2 separate regions of the Zea mays genome follow, and region 2 is linked to region 1. A link is a contact called in public ChIA-PET data. All regions are on one chromosome and are shown on one strand. The core of a region is the stretch at or near the end of the contact, and the rest is flanking DNA. Distances in the headings are between cores, read along the strand shown. Region 1 holds the start of LOC100383552. Region 2 holds the start of LOC103645841 (probable isoaspartyl peptidase/L-asparaginase 2).

What was found. ChIA-PET counts read pairs in DNA pulled down with a chosen protein or histone mark.
Region 2: a contact with region 1 is called in an RNA polymerase II ChIA-PET map of seedling, with 6 times the contacts expected there. The contact joins the promoter of LOC103645841 here to the promoter of LOC100383552 in region 1. A contact is called at or near these places in 7 of 25 Hi-C or Micro-C datasets (bundle sheath, ear, leaf and 2 more) and 1 of 3 datasets of contacts at active chromatin or transcription factors (seedling).

What each region holds. Positions count from the first base shown.
Region 1 is chr2:5,120,627-5,126,318 of Zm-B73-REFERENCE-NAM-5.0, reverse strand. LOC100383552 reads right to left here and starts at 2,235. Exons shown (of 12, transcript NM_001176200.1): 1 at 1,772-2,235; 2 at 1,624-1,672; 3 at 1,160-1,539; 4 at 955-1,020; 5 at 32-145. The coding sequence starts at 2,116.
Region 2 is chr2:5,280,665-5,285,594 of Zm-B73-REFERENCE-NAM-5.0, reverse strand. LOC103645841 (probable isoaspartyl peptidase/L-asparaginase 2) reads left to right here and starts at 1,620. Exons shown (of 3, transcript NM_001326688.1): 1 at 1,620-2,135; 2 at 3,742-3,828; 3 at 3,952-4,724. The coding sequence starts at 1,740. The coding sequence ends at 4,482.

The sequences.
Region 1 (5,692 bases), core at 986-3,485:
AAAATTCCTCTCAGCGGGTTTCAGATCTTACGATGCTGATGCCATGGTTCTGAGCTTTGAAGAGGAAAACAAGCAGCGTCGAGATGGTGACCGATGCCAGGGGCGCGCACGCCGAAACCCAGAAAAGCTTTGGCCATCTGATGCTCTGCGTACATGCAGGGACGATGCATGCCATGCATGATGAGGTGGAAAATGTCACAGCAGCTGGTGGACTGCATCTATCAAGAATTAACTGAGATTCTGAAATCAACTCTCTCTCTCTCTCTCTCTCTCTCTCTCTCTCTCTCTCAATGATACATGACAGATGCCGGTAGTAGACTAGTAGTGCCAGGACCCAGCAACAAGATTCCGTGTGGACCAGGAGTGAAAGATGTCACGCAGATCCTTCCAATGCACGGCCAGATCGATGCATGCAGTCGATCATCATTTCATCCATGACTACTGCATCTGCATGCATGGCCATCTCCCCGGCCCCAGGAGCACTCCTCCTTGTCCCCAGAATCTTCTTCTGCCGTGACCGTGAGGCCGGTGGGGGTACGGTTCTAGTGTGTGCCGTGTGTCTAGTAGTACGTAGTGTGTGCGTAGTAAAGTAGCACACGACCTACACACGTACGTACTCCAGTCCTGTATATATATATAGTACGGAGTAGAGCCTGTAGGCAGGCACACACTACGTATGTGTCATGTGTGCCGTGTGCGAGCGCGACAGCGACAGCGAAATGAAGGAGCAGAGCAGCAGAAAGGCATGCTACCGTCGAATACTTTCTAGAGCGGCCACGTACGTACGTACACGCCGCATATACCAGAAAACGACATTGACCAACGGGAGGTATATATACATACGTACACGTACGACAAGAGAGAATTGTTTATAAAGGACTTGTTAAAATTTAGATGTCTAGATTCTAGTAGTAGTTTTTTATTCAGTATGCATGGCAGTATATGTATACGTACCACATGCCTCGCCGACAGCAGGAAGACGAGGAAGCAGACGCCCATGAGGATCGTCTGCCACGACCACTGCACGCGTACGCAAGCATACAGATCAAATTAACACACGTTAGCCAGTTAATCGCATGCATGCATTGGCTGCTAGAAGCTATAATTAATTAAGACCTCGTCCAGCCAGCCATCGTCATGCATAATAATAGATTTATACCTCGCTGGTGTGGTGGAAGACGGAGGCCATGACTGGGACGATGCCCATCTCGGTGGTGAAGTGGACGATGCCCAGCAGCGCCTTGAGCTGCTGCAGCGCCACGATGATGGCGGCGCCGGCCATGAACCCCACCAGCGTCGCCTTGGACAGGAAGTCGATGACGAAGCCGAGCCTGAGGATGCCCAGGGAGGCCTGCACCAGCCCCGCGAACAGGGTGGAGGTGAAGGCCAGCTGCAGGAACAGCGTCGGCTCCGCGGTGGGGCTCACGGCCTGCCGCAGCATGGACCCCATGATCAGCGACGAGATCGACACCGGGCCCACCGCCAGGTCACGGGAGCTCCCCAGCACCGCGTACACCATCGGCGGCACGAAGCTCGAATCTGCATGCGTTGCGTGCATGCCTTTAATATAGGTAGACTAGTAGATCGACGCCAGCTAAGCTAGCAGGGGTTACAGATACGTACACAGCCCGATTATGGGAGGCAAGCTTGCCAGCTTCGCGTAGCTAATGCCCTGCATGCATGCAGCCAAGAACACTGAGCCGTCGTTAATGAAGCTAGTATATAACCAACCAAATTAATGGTCGTTAATAATAATAATGATGATGCTTGCCTGAGGAATGGCGAGGCTGGCAATGGTGAGGCCCGCGACGAGGTCGGACTTGAAGAGCGACAAGGAGTAGCTCGGCACCCAGTCCAGGATGGGGAAGAGGTACCTGACCGCCATGAGCCACTGCGTCCCCGGCGGCTGCCCCTTGAACGCCCGGAACGGGTCGTCGGGGAAGAAGGTCTCCTTCACCCTCACCTTCATCTTGCTCGCCGTGCTCCGCGCCGGTGGCGGCGCCACCTTGTGCACTGCCATCGACGCGATCTCCGGCTCCGCCGCCTTGCCTCCGTGCAGCCGGCTCTTGCTGTCGTCATTGCAAGCACCACCGTAGGCGCCTCTCATGCCCACCATGTCTGTGGCTGAGAGGTGACTGCTTACAGGCTTACAGCGCCTACAAGTGGGTCGGAAGATGGCCCTTCCTTCTTCTTCTCGGTAGCTCACTAGCTCCTCTCCTCCAGGTCCAAGGGGTAGATATAAAGGAGAGGAAGAGGGCGGTATATGGCAGCAGCTTCAGATGAAGAGGAAAAGCGGTACGCAACTTTGAGAAAGGGAGAAGCGCGCGCGACACAAAGGGTAGGGTTGGTGTCCAATAATTTTAGCTACACGTACAGCCATAGCGAGGCACACATCTAAAAAATTGGCAGCAGTTTTCATCCATCCCATGGATTTGATACCACAACCCCCATCGTAGCTTGTGATGGCAGAGAAACAAACCATCCACACCACCACTTTTTTACTCTCGCTTTAATTTGACATCGCCATTGCACATGACCACAAATTAAATACGCCAACAAGGAGGGACCGGACCCATGCAGCACTAATATATTCCTTGGTGTTTACATGTGCAAAAGCATATGCATAGAATAATTAAAGATTCACACACATAATTGATCCTTTGACCTATAGAGCATGTGATCAGCTAATCATCAGCATTGCTAGCTGCACACACACTCTCTACCTGTGGCACGGAGAATGAGAAGAATTTCACGCTTGGCAATCTGAGATGCCGCACTCGTACACGTATATTAAGTTTCTGACATGCTGCATAGGGGTGCGTGCCAAAGTTCAAAATATATATCCCACCGAACATGACATCCTAGCACCAGCGCAGCTGACCTTTGGTTTTGGGCTTTAGTCCATGTCGAACAGTTTACTCATGTAATTACTTAAACCATTGTTTTATACTATAAACTGTATTTTTATAAAGTGGAGTTTAAATATAGAGACAAGGAGGGATAAGTTGTTGGAGACAGCCTAATTAACGTTGATCTCAAAATTAATATAAGGCTATTCACAGTCCAAAGTATCAATACTCCAATATTAAAAAATATCATATAGGATGAAAAGTATGGTACTGCTATAAAAATGACCCTCTACAATATACAGTGTCATACTTAGTATTATCTCTGTCATCGAATATTTGTCGTCCGCTAGTTTATTTTTGAACTAAAATGTGACAAATAAAAATAAACGGAGGGAGTATATATTTTAACTATTTAATTGGTGTGATGTTGTGTCTATGAGCATGAGCTTAAACATCAATTTTTATGCTATAACCTAAAAAGGCTAAAATATCGTGCCAAAACAGTATCTTACTTAAGATACAACTTTTGTTCTCCCTCCTATTAAATACCTTGCCACATTAGAAAAAGTCATGTGGCATCTCATTAATTAGTATGATACTACCCATTGGGAATAATAGCCTAAGCATTAGCGCAATGGCTAGCTCCGCACGTAGGTTTAGGAAGAGTTTAGTCTTGGTTAGTGGTTTGGGATCATCAACCAAGACTAAAGGTGACTGCTATATATTCAACTTTCTTACACTCTTAGTGTCCTTGCCCCATCAACCGCCCAGCATAAGTGTCCTTGCCCCTTTTAATAGCCAAAGCAGCTCATATAATGTGCGATAAGGGGGCATTGCATAAGATTAACATCCTCATTAGTATAAATAAGGGTAACTAACATGCATTCATTATTCTCATGAGTCTTGAGAGAGCCAAGTGAAAGTTTGTGTTTATTACTCTTGGTGATCGGCGTTATCCAGGCAATTTGGTGGCAATCAGAGTGTAATGATCATCTGAAGAGGTTGTGACTCAGGACATGTACACGGTAGTGAGCGGTTTACCATACTAAAGCGATAAAAAAACTAGCACATAGAGAGTGTTTGGTCCTTGTGTGGATCAAGGGGAAGCTATACCCATACGAGGATTAGTGGAGAGCGTCAACTCTTTAAGTCCTTAAAAAACGTGAGGAGACTTCTAAACCCTTGCTTTATTTCTCACTATTATTTTTTGAGCAATTTATTTTGAGTATTTATATTTCTAGAATTGTCATGATAGTATAGGAATGTAATTAGGGTACAAAACTAAAAAAAGAGACAAACCATGTGGACGGAGGGAGTACGACATTAGACTTCATTAAAAACATATATACGCATCACAGATATCCAAACGTGCAGTCAATCTTTTCTAAATGTACTTTCCAGTTATACCTCACTTGTATAGCTAAGAACACCGAAGGTTGAGTATAGCGGTAAACTAATTGAAAAGGCACATCTCATCTAGCAGGGTTAAAGAGACAGAATAGAGTAGTGCCAGCCAGTCGGGGTAACGGAGTATATACACGTATAGAACGTTCGCATGCCATTGGTGGAGACACAGAGTTGTCATTCTTGCCAAGATTCAATTCGAGCATAAGGGAAAAGGTTGCAGACCGAGAGGATTAATTCGGAATATACACGTATAGCGATGTTCATAGCTTCGTTTATAAGTGGAGGGCACTCTGTGTTCCCTCCGTACGTGGGCGGTGGTGGTGGGGCGGCCAGTGAGTGTTCAATTCCATCGCATCTTGGATTTGGATCTGAAGAAGATGTCAACTACTCCCCAGTTACTTTTTAGTTGTCGCTAGATAGTTCAATTTTGTACTGTCCAGCGACAACTAAACGAAACGGAGGGAGCATATGAGATACGATAAAAACTGATGAACACACGGGGATCGGAGAGGAAGATAACACTGACTCGCTGCATGAGATGAGAACAGCGAATGGATAGAAATATTTAGAGTATTCGACCCGCGGAAGAGAGACGGAAACGACAGATGCCGATCAGGATCAGCTTCCGCTTTGGGGCTTCCGCTTTGGAGCAGCAAGCAAGCAAGGTCGTCTTGTCCACCGGGAGCAATCAGTGTCTAGTCAATCTCGTCTGCAGCGGCTCACAAGATTCTCCAATGCGGCTTTAATAATTCCCTGCTACTCGTTTTCCAAGCGCATGTACTAGACGTCTAGACCACTTCTTCTTTCTTTCACCTTTTTTCTAAAAAAACAAATTAAAAGAAGAAGAGGAGGAGATTGGTGGCTAGATATGTTGACAGATGAAGCCTCATATAATTAACCTGCTGTTTCAATTCAGAAGGCTCAAATTGTGGACCAGAACAGCTTCAGTAGATGAACCGCCTGAACGACGCTAGCTTGTTGGTTTAAAGCTCTTCTAAGCTTATCAGTGTTTTTGTGGTCTTCTCGATCGTGCGTTATGGTAGCACCTGCAGGGGCAGAAACGTGTTGGCGCAGTGTGACTCTGCGCGTCGCTGTTGCAATGCAATGCATGCATGGGCCAGGGCCATGGAGGATGGAGCTACAGGTGGAGGAGGTGGTGATGCCACTACCACCACCCCGGAGCTCAAGGCCTCAAGCTTAATTAAGTGGCAGGCTCACTCGCTCAGTGCATGTAAAGCGGCGGGGGGTCGAGATCATCAGTGGTCCAGCCAGTCCGCGGCCGGGAATGGATCTCGGACTCGGAGTCGGAGGCCGGAGCACGCACAGACAACGGCAGCCACGCACACGAGGGGAGAGGGTGCGCGGCGACTGTGCTGAGTGCGCCGGGAACAGCAGCGCGGATTGGCCTCTCGATCGCTCCGATCTATCCCCGGAGA
Region 2 (4,930 bases), core at 371-2,870, 160 kb before region 1:
TCGGTGAGATTAAAAAAAAAGAAATTATCTCCAACAGCCTGTAACCCTACCTTCAAAGGAGCTGCGTGCCGACGCGGGCGCATGTCCACATCCACTGTATGGATGGCAGGCGGGAGATGCAGCTGCACCTGCACTGTACTACCTCGACAAGTCCACGGGCACGGGCTTCGGAACGCGGGGCTCCCTTGCTCCTACCTCTGCGGCGGCGACACCGCGGGCACCGTCACGGTCTTCTACTTACCTACCTTGCTTTTGTTGTTCTGTTCTTTGCCTCGCTCTTGCCGGTGCGCTGTAATCTGACTGCTGGCCGACTCGTGGCCGTGGCCGTGGCCGGAGAAGAGCCCGGGACGCGATGCTCCGGCGAAATATCTATTATTTTTATCTCCTTTGAATCGATAGCAAAATAGCTTTTTTATCTCGATTATTTTAAAAGGTACAAAACCAAAAGTCAAAAATAGATCTAAAGTGCTTCAAAAATATATTACTTAAAAGTAACCACCAAACAACCCATTTACTAGTTTTTTTTTAGCTTTTGAACTGAAAAATAAACAGCCCAAAACCTGACTAAACGGAGCCTTTTGAGATGTTTGAATGAACGAATGAACCGGATATAATAGTTAGCTAACTAAAAAATGTCAATGGACTTAGCTAAAAGTAGCTAATAATTGGATATGCTCTTAGGCATGTGATAAGTACTCTCTTAGAGTTAGCCTTAAGCTCTTAACTGGGGTGTTTGGATATGTCTAGCTAAAAGTAGCTAATAACAGAAGTAGAACTATTAACTAAGTTGTTAGGATGTTCCCATGTAATTTAGCAGCTAACTATTATCTCTAATCTATTTACACATTGACATTACTCTGCCCAAAGCAACTATTTTTTAACGTTTGGCAATTTATTTTAGTCAATCTAAACTTAGCCTAGGTGTTAGAATATAACACTTGTATGCAGTATTATTAGGTTATACTTGTAACAAGAGCGTGTATATGAGCGCGTAAAGTACCATTTTACACTATATATTGTATAATCTACAAAAAGATGAGTTTGAAGTAGATAGTTAGATAGGCGATGGGATATGGAAGCTGGTGGAGATAGTCTAAAATGTTCAGTTTTTTTATCAAACTATGCTTATACTCCAGCCGTCTAAAAATAGTAGTCGTTTTAGCTCTAAATTGTTATGTCTATATTCATGAATATAGATGATTATAAACCTAGACATATATACAACACATGTATAACACATGTATTAATTATTGTATACATTTAATAATATAATCTTCCGAAATCTTGAATGACGCTAACTCGATTTACTCACATGGCCTAATATTATACCCATTTATACACTAAAGATCGCATCCCTTTAAAATAAGGATTCGCTCCGGACCGGGCCGGACCGGCCAGTGGGGCGGCTGTGGCCTGTGGGAGCCAGGCGGCCGCTCCCGGACTTGAGATTCTCAAAACTCAGCTGAATTCCCCCTGGCGTCCGGCGGGCCACAGGAGCACAACCCACAGGCCACAACCACAGCACAGCAGCACGAGAAGGGCAGACCGCAGACGCCAGACGCCTATAAATACCCCCGCCTTCCCACCCAGCATTCTCCATCCTCACATCGTCCACAGAATTTCACGCATCGCACGGGGAACACCGATCGATCGATCCCTCGAGAAGCAGAGACAAGTAGCCCGCCCGCCCGCCCGCACACATAGAGACAGAGAGAATCAAGCCGCCGCCGACCAGTGACATGGCGCCCTGGGCCATTGCCATCCACGGCGGCGCGGGCGTGGACCCGAACCTCCCGGAGCACCGGCAGGAGGAGGCGAAGCGCGTGCTGGCGCGGTGCCTGCAGGTGGGCGTGGACCTGCTGCGCGCGGGCGCGCAGGCGCTGGACGTCGTGGAGGCCGTGGTGCGCGAGCTGGAGACGGACCCCTTCTTCAACTCGGGGCGCGGGTCCGCGCTCACCCGCGCCGGCACCGTGGAGATGGAGGCCAGCATCATGGACGGCCGCGGCCGCCGCTGCGGCGCCGTGTCCGGCGTCTCCACCGTCAAGAACCCCGTGTCCCTGGCGCGCCGCGTCATGGACAACTCGCCCCACTCGTACCTCGCCTTCGACGGCGCCGAGGAGTTCGCCCGTGCGCAGGTGAGGGCCGCCCGCCCGCCGACCCAACTAATTCCTCCCTGGTTAATCTCGCGTCCTCGTCACCTTCACTGTTTCTCTTCTCGGTTCTCGCTGCATGAATCGTGCATGGCTAGCTAGCTCCCCCAGTGCAAACGAAACCCCCTAACAAACACAAATTTCTTCAAGTAAAAAAAAACGCCATTTTTATGGAGATAAAATGTAAATGGAAGGACGCGAGAGAATGCCGGATAAATAAACGGAAACGGAATTTACCGCGAAATTAGGGTGAACCGGTGAAGCTAGAACTTAAAACAGAACTGGTTGAAAACCCGTGAGCGTGACGTGGGTGCAGGACAGCCGTCTGCAGGCATGTGCAAGGCACGTAGTACAGTCTCTCTGTTTTTTTCCCGCCGCAACAGAACGGCTGCAGGACCCGTGTCTTGAAAGGTGAATCTTCGCTGGCCATGTGAATTTCCAGCAAGATTCTGCACATCTGCTAGTGCTAGTGCAAGGAGAGCGTCTGGTCCACGAAATTGGCCGACGAAATTCACTTTATTTGGGATTTTCCTTTGGCTGCACCTGCATCCCGTTTCCTCCTGAACATGACAGGCTCGATACTTATCTAGCTCCGTTTACGTCTCTTGAGAGGTTTGTTTTCTGTCAGCAAGGCACGCAACTTCGCCTTTAATTTGCATGTGTAGACAGCCCATATTGTTGCATCTTAGTCTAGCAGTAGAAACTAGATTAGCACTCTGCTTTACGTTTGTTCGTGCACGTGCCTCCCACTTTTTTGCCGCCGCCCCATGGTCCTCGGAGGATTTCACATCAGCTGAAAGCAACCGCTGCGTGATTTGCTGCTGGGACCCGCGCCAAAACTAGCTGTCCATTTCTCGTTTAAAAATATATATAATTATAGCAGTACATGTTACAAGTTCAATACGCTGTACTGTAACACGATTTGATACCTATCTCTCTCTTTTTTTTCTTGTTCACCATATTCCACGAAGATTCATTTGTAGGATGCTCTGCTACGTAATACCATGCCACTCCTCCAACTCACGTTTGTCCACCAAAGAACCGCACCTACCTACCAAGCAGAAAAAGAAAAAGTGTACTCACTGTTCCTCCCCTCCCGGGCCTCACGTTCTTTCCACACTCAGAGTACTAAACAAAGAGCGTGCTCTGCTGACCAGCTGTGGAACAGCTGGGGGCGGTTTTGTCAGTTCATGACAACCTAGGACGGGTCGGTTCCCCCACCCCAAGCTGGCAATTGAAGCGAACGTAGCACAGCTCCTGCCTGCTCCACCCACTGTGCACCTCACGCGCCATGCTTCTCTGTTAACCAAGCTCGTGGGCCGTGGCCGCTGGTGTTGTTGGTGCGCGTGTGGGCGCCGAGGCCCGAGCCGCATCCACGGAATCCACGCAGGGACCATCGGCCTCCACTTGGCCCCTGTGGCTGTACGTGTCCGCCTCGCGCCCGAATCTGTCGCCACGCCGTGGTCCACCGTGGCCAACAACACGGCAAGATCCGAGCGCGCGCGGCCCAGATTAGCTGGGGATTTTCAACAGTTTTTGTATTTTCATTTTTGAAATTTTGTTCTGATGTTGGTTCGCTATTTTTCTCTAGGGCCTGGAGACCGTGGACAACAGCTACTTCATCACGGATGACAACGTCGGCATGCTCAAGCTCGCCAAGGAGGCCGGCAGCATCCTGGTTGGTTCCGTCCGCCTACAACACCCACTCCTGTCAACTTTTTTTCTTTTCCTTTTGGGTTTCCGAAATCAATCCAGAGGTGGTGACCTGACTGACCACGCACGGATGTGGGCGCGCGTGCAGTTCGACTACCGGATCCCGCTGGCGGGGACGGACACGTGCAGCGCGCTGGCGGGCGCGGCGGACAGCAACGGCGGCGGCGTGCACAAGGCGGGGATGGTCATGAACGGGCTGCCCATCAGCGTGTACGCGCCGGAGACGGTGGGGTGCGCGGTGGTGGACGCGTCGGGGGCCTGCGCGGCGGCCACGTCCACGGGCGGGCTCATGAACAAGATGGCCGGCCGCATCGGGGACTCGCCGCTCATCGGCTCCGGCACCTACGCGTGCGGCGCCTGCGCCGTGTCGTGCACGGGCGAGGGCGAGGCCATCATCCGCTGCACGCTCGCGCGCGACGTGGCCGCCGTCATGGAGTACAAGGGACTGCCCCTGCAGCAGGCCGTCGACTACTGCGTCAAGGAGCGCCTCGACCAGGGATTCGCCGGCCTCATCGCCGTCTCCGGCACCGGCGAGGTGGCGTACGGATTCAACTGCACCGGCATGTTCCGGGGCTGCGCCACCGAGGACGGGTTCATGGAGGTCGGCATCTGGGAGTGAGCTGGAGGCCCCGCCATCTAAACACAAATCAAAATCAGTGTGCGTGCAGCTGCATGTGGCCATCCTGCGATTGCCATGTGTTTAATCTCCGGGTCACAGGTGTTGTCGATGATCCACCACTAGTAGTAGCGATTGCATGGAGATTGGTGCTCGGGTCAATAATGATGGTGATTGTGACGGAGTGCCCTGCAAAATAATTAATAATTCGTGTGAAAAAGTTGATTATATGGTTCCTGACACTATGATGTTCGGCCTTTTTTTTTGTCTTCATCTGTCTTTCATTCGATTATTAAACATGTCCTCATTGGGTTGATAGAAATCTGGGCTGATAGTTGGCCCAAGCCCAACCCAAGTTTCGGTACCCCAAATGGTTCCTAGAGTTTTGGGCCCCAATACTAACATGTCCAAAACCGTTTTGTACTCTTCACTGCCTTTTGGATGCTAACCC